Linked DNA regions of Rattus norvegicus: regions 2 and 3 are each linked to region 1. Evidence: chromatin contacts called from public Hi-C data. All regions are on one chromosome and are shown on one strand. Each heading gives the region's core, a stretch centred on a gene start, on an enhancer-like site or on the middle of the called end of the contact. The rest is flanking DNA. Distances are from core to core; before and after follow the strand shown. Region 1 overlaps LOC130062807 (a long non-coding RNA gene). Region 2 has its middle 28 kb from the start of Mtap. Region 3 holds the start of C5h9orf85 (similar to human chromosome 9 open reading frame 85).

Region 1 (2,908 bases), core at 289-2,788:
TTCTATGAGGGTGCTCTCCCACCTACCCACCCACTCCCTCCTGCCTCCCTGCCCTAGCATTCTTCTACACTGGGGCATCGAACCTTCACAGGACCAAGGGCTTCTCCTCCCACTGATGCCCCACAAGGCCATCCTCTGCTACATTTGTAGCCGGAGCCATGCCTTGCTTTTCTGTGTGGGAAACTCTGGGATATTTTGTGTGTGTGTGTGTGTGTGTGTGTGTGTGTGTGTATAAACTCATAATCAGGAGGAGGTTTGAGATGAGCAGGGAAGTAATACACATGGGTATGGGGGAAATCTGTGTTGACTTCAGGGGTAAAGAGGTTAAAAGGTAGAGTTAGTTTAGGGTCAAGATTTACTTGTTGATTCTCTAGCATTTTCAACTTTATTGTGTAATCAACATTTTAAGCAATATAGAGTTATAGCGTGCATGATAGCAGAGGGTGGAACCTCTTCCAAAACCCTTGAAACCTTGGTCCTGGTTTTATCAAATATGTCCTGTTTCGTATTTTCTAGCTGATCCTAGCTATTGAGCACTTGAAGCCAACTTACAAATTACACAGAATTCACTAAGTGATTTCTATGTTAAAAGAAATACTCTTTTGAGACACCATTATTTTAATATCACAAATAGCACCGATATTTTGAGCAAAACAACAGTTCTAGTAACTTAAAAATACAATTTACATTGACTGTCAGTGCTCATACTATGCTATTCATTGGCCCACTTCCGTTCCCTGCTTGCGATGCCTCTGACACAGCATTCTGGTGTTAGAAACTGGGGGGTTGGGGGCGTTAAGAAAACAAGCAATGGGTGTCGATCCTCTTTCTACCCCATAAGCCTGAGTTTTCACGACACAGATTCACAAGAAGTCTGAGAGTCTAACCCACAGCCCTTTACTGAGTTTGAGAAAAGACAGTAAAGACAAGAGTCAGCTCTGCCATTTGCAAAGTGGAAGTTAGTTTGCCACAGCAAATCCAGCCCGTGGACTCTCCTAGTCCTGTCCAACTCAGCTGTACTTCCTTGCCAGGGGCATAACAACTGGAGTTAAAAGACTCATACCCAGATGGGGAAATTAGGGCCTTTTGTGTATAGGCTGTAGCCTTATTGAAGCTGCTTTCAAAGTAATTGGGACGAAATCAAGACATAGTATGATTTAATTATAAGTCCTCTAGGGTAGATAGTGTGTAGGAGTCTGTGGCTCAGGAATACATTTAGACTTTTCACTTACTTTGAGTTGTTTACAGTTCATGTTGTAGTGTGTGTGTGTGTGTGTGTGTGTGTGTGTGTGTGTGGAGAGAGAGAGAGAGAGAGAGAGAGAGAGAGAGAGAGATTCATATGATTCGGAAGATGGAAAAAACAAAGTTTTCTTCTGCTGAGGTAATTCTTTTATGGATTGTCTTCATTACGTTTTAAGTTGATGCCATTTAGTGGGGTTGCTGGTGGGAGAAACCTACTATGTTTAAAAGCCAGTCTAACCTGACAATCGATACCTTCAATTATCTCCGTCCATTTCAGGTAGACTTTGACCATGTTAGTAAGCTGAATGTGTGTGGGATAACCTAAGAGAATTCAGCCCTGAAAGTCATGCCCCAGAACATGTGGGCCAAGTGATTTTTTCTCATTGATTTAAATATGACATTCAATGTCTAGTCGAGACCACTATTTCTATACCTCTAAATTGAAAATTGTTTAGAATTTTCTAAACTATAGGTTTTACTATAGGCAAGGGACCGATAGCTCAGAGTCCCACGGATGAGAGCTACCACCTAACACAACCTGAGATTGCTGAATTATGGTGCACCAGTGCACGTTCCCTTTCACAGGTCACTGTTGAGTCACGCGTGGAGCTTGTTAACTGTTTCCTGACTTAAGCCTGGCCGCTTAGTGGTCATCTCAACCCCAGTTATTAAATTCTTTTGTGAGTCTTAAATACCAACAGTGAATTTGCTTTGCACCCTCAAAGCCCTGGGTCCAATCCCCAGCACTGAAATAAAGCAAAACCAGATTAAAATGTGAGTGGTTGGATGGAGGTCTGAGCTCTTTGGCTCTACAGGTGAGTGGAGCCTTTTAAAAAACGAGAACTCCAGTAGCTTTAGCCAGAACTTTCACGTTCCTGCTGGTCATTCTGTTGCTTGGTGATTCCTGTCCTTTCCTGTCCTGTCCTGTGCCATAACTCAAAACTGGCTTTCCTTTTTTTCTTTTGTTTTAATGGATAGAGCGTGGAACTTAATTAAACTTAAAAAAAAATTAAACAAGTAAATCCCAGTTTTCATCCTGACTTCAGTAACTCTGAAACACCACTCTACACCCGACAGATAGCCTCCAATGACAGATTAAAGCCCTCAGGACTGTTGTTATTTTTTTGTCTTTGGAGATGGGATTAGGATGAGGTTTTATGTGCAAGCAAAGGAAAAGTTTGGATTGCATTTCAAAGTAACAGATAATAGTTCTGCCTCGATTGGTGCAGGATGTCTAGCTTCCATTTGCTTTTAGTAATGAAGCAGTTAGAATTTTATAGCATTTTAATTCCTGGAGACAAATTTCTAGTTTTATATAAAAGGGAAATTTCATTAAGTCCTCTTGATCTTATTAAATATTTAGTCAAATTAACCCAAAGATGGAGTTTGTGTGTGTGTGTGTGTGTGTGTGTGTGTGATTTATCACTTTCAACCACCAGTAACTGAGAATATTTTGATGAAAAAAGAGAAATAAATGAAAATAAAATGAGGAAAATGTAAAATCCAGACCAATTGGATTAATTTGTAAAGTACTAAATCTTCAAGATGATTTTTCCTGTTTGAGGATTTTCAGGTTCTGGTGAAATGCCCATGTAGCCAAAATAATGACAAAGACGATGAATTTGAGAGATCTACTTTCCTTTATGATAAATGTATTGGATAATTT
Region 2 (2,908 bases), core at 292-2,791, 220 kb before region 1:
GCCTATGGTTTTCTGGAACAATACTGGTTGACTTTCAGTGGGAGAGTTATGCTGGATATGTTAGGGTTTTTGAGAAAAAGAGAACCAATAGGAAAAATGGATGCATACATACACACACATATACACATGCACATACACACACACACACACATATGAGAAAGAGAGACAGAAAGAGAGAAACATAGACATAGACAAACACAGAATATACATCAGAACCAATAGAACCTGCAGTATATATGCATACTTATTGATACTGATATTTGTGCATATAAATATATGTGCATATATCTTGTTTTGGTTGTGTGAGTTGTCTAAAATTTGCAGAGCAGGCCAGAATTTTATTTATTTTTTGTATCTAATTAATTTATGTTAGAAATTTATTATATTAGAATTATTAATTATGTACCTGAGTCTAAGTGTGTGTGTGTGTGTGTGTGTGTGTGTGTGAGAGAGAGAGAGAGAGAGAGAGAGAGGAGAGACAGAGAGACAGAGAGATGGGAAGACAGAGAACACACATGCTATAGCACGTGAAGGTCAGAGGACAGCTTTGTGGGATTGGTTCTCCCCTTCCACCTTCACATGGGTTCCGGAAATTGATCTAGGGTGCCATGCTTGCACAGCAAGTGTCCTTACCCATTGGGCCATCTCATCAGTCCTAGGTCAGCATCTCAGAGGCCTTTGAAAGAGCTGATTCTGCAGTCTTAAGTCTAAAGAGTCTGCAGAATGCCACTCCATCACACTCCACAAGCAGAGTCCTAGACTGAATTTAAAGCACAAAAAGAGGAAGCTGGAAGCAGCCTGCTCATCTCCAACTTTCAGCACACAGTGCCACCACCAACTTGCTTTCGAAGCCGCCATGGACTGTGACCCCTAAAACCATGAGCCAAAGCAAATCTTCTTGGCTGCTTCATGGCAGCTAGTTGGTCATAGTCGTGATAACTATTTACCAGACTCTATAGAACAGCATGGCATGTAAACTCTGTAGAAAAGCATTTCTTATAAATTATCTCATTTAATTGTTACACCTTGTTAATTGTTATGTTTCAAATGTTATCCTCTTTCTCTGTTCCCCTCTCTCCCATCCCTCCTCCCTCTGCTTTTATGAGGATGTTCCCCCTCATTCCCACCCACCCCTACCTCAGCACTCCTGGCAGTCCCCTACACTGGAAAAAACTAGCCTTCCCAGGACTAAGAGCTTCTCCTGCTATTGATGCCAGACAATGCCATCCTCTGCTACATGTGCAGCTGGAGCCCTGAGTCCCCATGGTTGGTGGTTTAGTCCCTGGAAGCTCTGAGGTGTCTGGTTGGTTGATGTTGTTATTCTTCCTATGGGGTTGCAAACCCTTCAGCTCCTCAGTCCTTTCTCTAACTCCTCCATAGGGGTCCCTGTGCTATCTGACATTCAAATTAAGCCCCAGCCCCATTCCCATAGATTTCACAAAGCATGTGTTCTATTGCCCCGCTCAGCAACAGATGCTCACAGCCACATATCCCACAGTCATGTGAAGGAAAACCAAACTCACTGACTCAACTCAAACATACCTCCAGCCTTAGAAGTTGAGGTCTGGGATATTATTCATAGATCTTTGTCCAGATTAGCTGTCACAGATTTTATGTTGAATAATGTCTTACTGAAAAATGTCCTTTGTCTTAGTGGAAATTTTGTTTATGTCTTTCGCAAGTACAACTTTTAAGAATGTGAATGTAAGACACTAGACTTTCTAGAAGAAAATGTTAACTATCAGGTGTCCTATCATATATCCTGAAGTTACATATGATGTCATGTGTTTAATATGTGATTTTTCTGTTCAGCCCAGCAATATAGCCTTTATACATATTAAATTTAATTTGTCATAAATTATATATAATTCTCCTTCAATATAGCCTTCAAGAGAGTACTGTTTTGCACTTTGTAGGAGAGACCCCCATCAGGAACATTCAAGGTGTCTTTTAAAAATAGGTCAAGAGGCTTTCCTTTCATACATGTCTTGGCTGTCATATACTACTTGTATTTATTGTGGATTGTAGTTTAATTAAATATGTGTATACAACATTTAATGATTAAATCAGGTCCCTAAGACTGCTTTTAGGGGTGTACATCTGTGATCTCAATGCTGAGGTCAAAATAACCTGGTGTTCAAAACCAACCTGGGTCATATCCAGACCTTGTCTCATTCAAATCAAGTAGGCTCTCAGCTTTCCTCAGAGAAACCTCACTGGCACTGGACAGTGGTTAGTTAACACAGAGACTCACAACTTGTTGAAATGCTGAGAATAAATGGAGGCTTGGCCTTACATGGGATATCTAGATCCCCTCCTCTCAACACAGCTTTGGGAACATCATAGAAGAAGGGTAAGAGCCCGAGATTGTGGAAGAATGCTACTTTAAACGTGTCTTGTGGACAGGACACAGCCACTACACTCATGAACTGGTTAGCTTGATCGTCATCATGCAAGTGGGAGGGGCTCATGAGGTCTCAGCCCTCACTGAGACTCTATGGGAAAAATTGGTGAGTGCCTTTGGAGGGTTGTCATTTCCGTCAGTGCTGTAACCACTGATAAATTGTTCCAGTCAATGAGCCCCCACGTATGCTTATGCAAAGAACCTTAATTAATGTTAGTGGGTCAACAAACTCAGACACAGCAAAGTAGGAGCAATATTGTGAGATAAAGAAGGGATGGAGGGAGGGAGATGGATGAAAGAGACCAAGGACGCTGAGTGACAATGCTTAAAACACAGAATATGAATGCATGAAAACTTCAACGAATAATGAAAAACGACAACAAAACAACAATCAGGGCTATTAGCATTTTTTGTCTCCTCAAATATTGTTTCCATGTTTTAGGAACTGCAACCTTTTATGTTTTGATTGCCCTTCTCAGCTGCCCACTAAGCGACATCAGTAGC
Region 3 (2,908 bases), core at 188-2,687, 140 kb before region 1:
ACTCCTGTAAATATGCAAATGTCTCAGACACAAGTTTCTACTGCCCAAGAACACGTCTGCTGGTGTCAGGGGCATTATTGTAAGGGTACGTTCTGCAACTCATTTGAGAAATATTTGCCTGACTCAATCCTAACATTTGGCTACCGGAGTCAGGAAGATAAAAATTAATACCTCTGAGTCATAAGGTGTGGGTAAGATATATTTTCTCACAAATTGAAAATTGTTCTTATGTAGGTCACTTGATCTTTTTCGAACCTTGTGGAATTCACACTCAGTCTGGAACAATTTCTGGCTACCAGTAATTATTGAGGATCAAGTTTATCATAACTCTGACTGTTCGTTTTCTATATTGTGATATTTTTGTGGGACAACAACCTCTCCCTTACCCTTATTTCCTTGTTTATTGTCACCCTACACACATTTATTAACATAAACTCTATTCTTCAACAGTATTCGCCCAATAGAGCTCAAATGCAAAGGAAAACGGAAACAAATAAGATGAGTGTTTAAAAACCAACTTCTTATCAGAGGGCAAGCCTGGGAAGCCCAGAGCGCAGCTGAACAGAATAACTGGGTTCATAACATGCTGACCCACATATTGCCTGTGCCCCCATGTTCCTGGTGCTCTCTATACCTGGATGTGCAGCTGTACTGAGACAGAAACTCTCGTTACATGGTGTGATTTATACAGCAATATGGTCTCTCAACCTAAGCCAGATCCCCAGTGTTCAGAATCATTTATTATATTTGGCTATGTAGAGGCCCAAGTAACCTCTATAATTCTATGTGTTGTAGTCACCGATTAAAGTTTCCTTTATAGGGGAGTAAACAGGAAGGAAGCAGGCTGGTTGCCGGGCACTAGGAAGTGAAAAGATCTGGGATTTCATGAAAACTGCTTCTTAGTTTTGCTGTCACAGTGTGGTAATACACAAGTTAGCATTGCCAAATCATACTTGTTTTCCAGGGAGATTGGAAATCAAATGTTTATAATAAAAGCAATACAGAAATTATAGCAATCACTCGAATCTTCGTACATTACGTTCAGGCCATCATCACTGTCAACTCTCTGAGTTTCTTCCTGTAGTTTCCCATTTTGTTTCTGTTTCTATCATCACCATACTGGTCCCACTGCCTGTATATGAATAATGTATGCTTCAAGTCTACTGTCCTTTGAGCCACCATCCTTCTACCCTTGAAGTTACAGAGATTCCCCTCCCGGGCCTTCTCTTAGATGTCTCCTTGTCAGCGAGACTTCCCAGGCCACCCTATTTGAAGGTTCACCTCATCTTCCTGCTCATTACCCTTTCCTTGATTGATTTTGCTCAAAAGCACTCATCACCATTATCGTAAACAAATGTCCTCTTTTCCCTGTTTATTTGTCCTTTGTTATATTCCCAGTTTCTAGAGCAATCTCTGACATACTTTTATTTTTTTAATAATTAAAAAGAACTGTAACTTAAGGGCTGCACCAACTTATGGTGCTTGTGTTTTGGTGATGAGTTCCCAGAAAGGCAACGTGACTCAGTCCCGGCCTCAGAAGCACCAGAATACATTCACCTTCAAAAATGACAAGTTTGATAAGAGTGTTCAGACCAAGAAAATTAATGCAAAACTTCATGATGGAGTATGTCAGCGTTGCAAAGAAGTTCTTGAATGGCGTGTAAAATACAGCAAATACAAACCACTGTCAAAGCCTAAGAAATGTGTTAAATGTTTACAGAAGACAGTAAAGGACTCTTACCACATAATGTGTAGACCATGTGCCTGCAAACTTGAAGTTTGTGCAAAATGTGGAAAGGAAGAAGAAATTGTTATTCCGTTTAATAAAGAACCAGAACCTTCAGAAAATACTGAAAGTGAAGGTTCCAACCATAGAAGAAGCTGCAAACGGAAGGAAGACAGTGATGAGGACTTAGATGCTGAGTCTGACTCAGAGGGCGAGGACGAGGACACTCAGGCCTGACCGCAGCTCAGGTGCAGAGGGCGTCGGCAAAGGCTGTTCCAGTAGGCAGAACTGGCTCAGGAGCAACGTCAGTCACTTACAACATTTGAGTATCAGGTTTTCACAGTAACACAAGCTGCATATGCAGAATATGTGTGGGCACACCATGGCATGTCGTATAAAACCTATAGAAATTGTTTAGAAAAACATATTACCTAATGTGTTAAGAATTGGTGGTTGTATCAGAACTCTCTCATGGAAAACTAAGATGACTAGCTCAGAGGACACTTCTGGAGCCTGACCTCGGTGTATGACTTCTTTAGCAAAAGTCCCCTTAAATCTTACCAAGCAAACCGTTACACACACACACACACACACACACACACACACACACACACACACACACACATAATCTTATGTAATGATTTTCCTTCAAAAATGTTTTTATATACTTCATCCCATTTTTTTTAACCTTTTCCAGGTTTGGAAATATATTTTTAGAAAAATGCATAGACTGTATAGTTACTATCTAGAAAGGAACATCCAGCATTCATACTGGAGTGGAGACACTCGCAGTCTCAGAAGCCCCTGTGAAGTTCTTCCCCATCCGCTTATCCTTCCCAGACTCCATCATCCTGAGTTGTCACTTTACTGTCAGGCTTTCACTGTAATCAGTGTCAGTTAGCTTCATGTGATTGTTGAAGTCTGAGCCCGTGTGTGTAAAACCCCAAAGCTACAGGAAGTGGCTCTCTTTAACTAGATTCTGAATTTTAATGTTTTACTGTGTTTTCTTTGTGCCTTAAGTTCTACTAATGTATGTATGATTCATATGTACATGTATGTGGGTGTATATATTTGCTGAACCATTGAAATAAATGGGAAGCCGTGAAAAAAAATAATTAAAAAGAAAATGATGAGTCTGTAAGCCCTCTTTGTTCTGTGATTTGAGCTTTCAATCTGTGAGTT

Evidence for each region. Hi-C and Micro-C count contacts between places; a contact is called where the count stands out from the background.
Region 2: a contact with region 1 is called in a Hi-C map of the Rat2 cell line, with 11 times the contacts expected there. The contact joins two enhancer-like sites. A contact is called at or near these places in 6 of 12 Hi-C or Micro-C datasets (the A7r5 cell line, the Rat2 cell line, Schwann cells and 3 more).
Region 3: a Hi-C map of the Rat2 cell line shows a contact between it and region 1, with 10 times the contacts expected there. The contact joins the promoter of C5h9orf85 here to the enhancer-like site in region 1. A contact is called at or near these places in 4 of 12 Hi-C or Micro-C datasets (the A7r5 cell line, the Rat2 cell line, Schwann cells and 1 more).

The regions. Positions count from the first base shown.
Region 1 is chr5:108,738,096-108,741,003 of GRCr8, reverse strand. The region is part of intron 1 of LOC130062807 (a long non-coding RNA gene); the gene reads left to right. Among named protein-coding and RNA genes, the nearest start is that of Mir31, 25 kb to the right of the region's middle. Within about 2 kb of position 1,538, at least 4 of the 93 cell types and tissues checked have an H3K27ac peak or open chromatin away from gene starts, as enhancers often do.
Region 2 is chr5:108,960,539-108,963,446 of GRCr8, reverse strand. No RefSeq gene overlaps it. Among named protein-coding and RNA genes, the nearest start is that of Mtap, 28 kb to the left of the region's middle. Within about 2 kb of position 1,541, at least 10 of the 93 cell types and tissues checked have an H3K27ac peak or open chromatin away from gene starts, as enhancers often do.
Region 3 is chr5:108,882,324-108,885,231 of GRCr8, reverse strand. It overlaps C5h9orf85 (similar to human chromosome 9 open reading frame 85), which reads left to right and starts at 1,437. Exons shown (of 1, transcript XM_039111101.2): 1 at 1,437-2,853. The coding sequence starts at 1,496. The coding sequence ends at 1,963. All of the region lies in intron 3 of LOC108350998 (a long non-coding RNA gene), which reads right to left.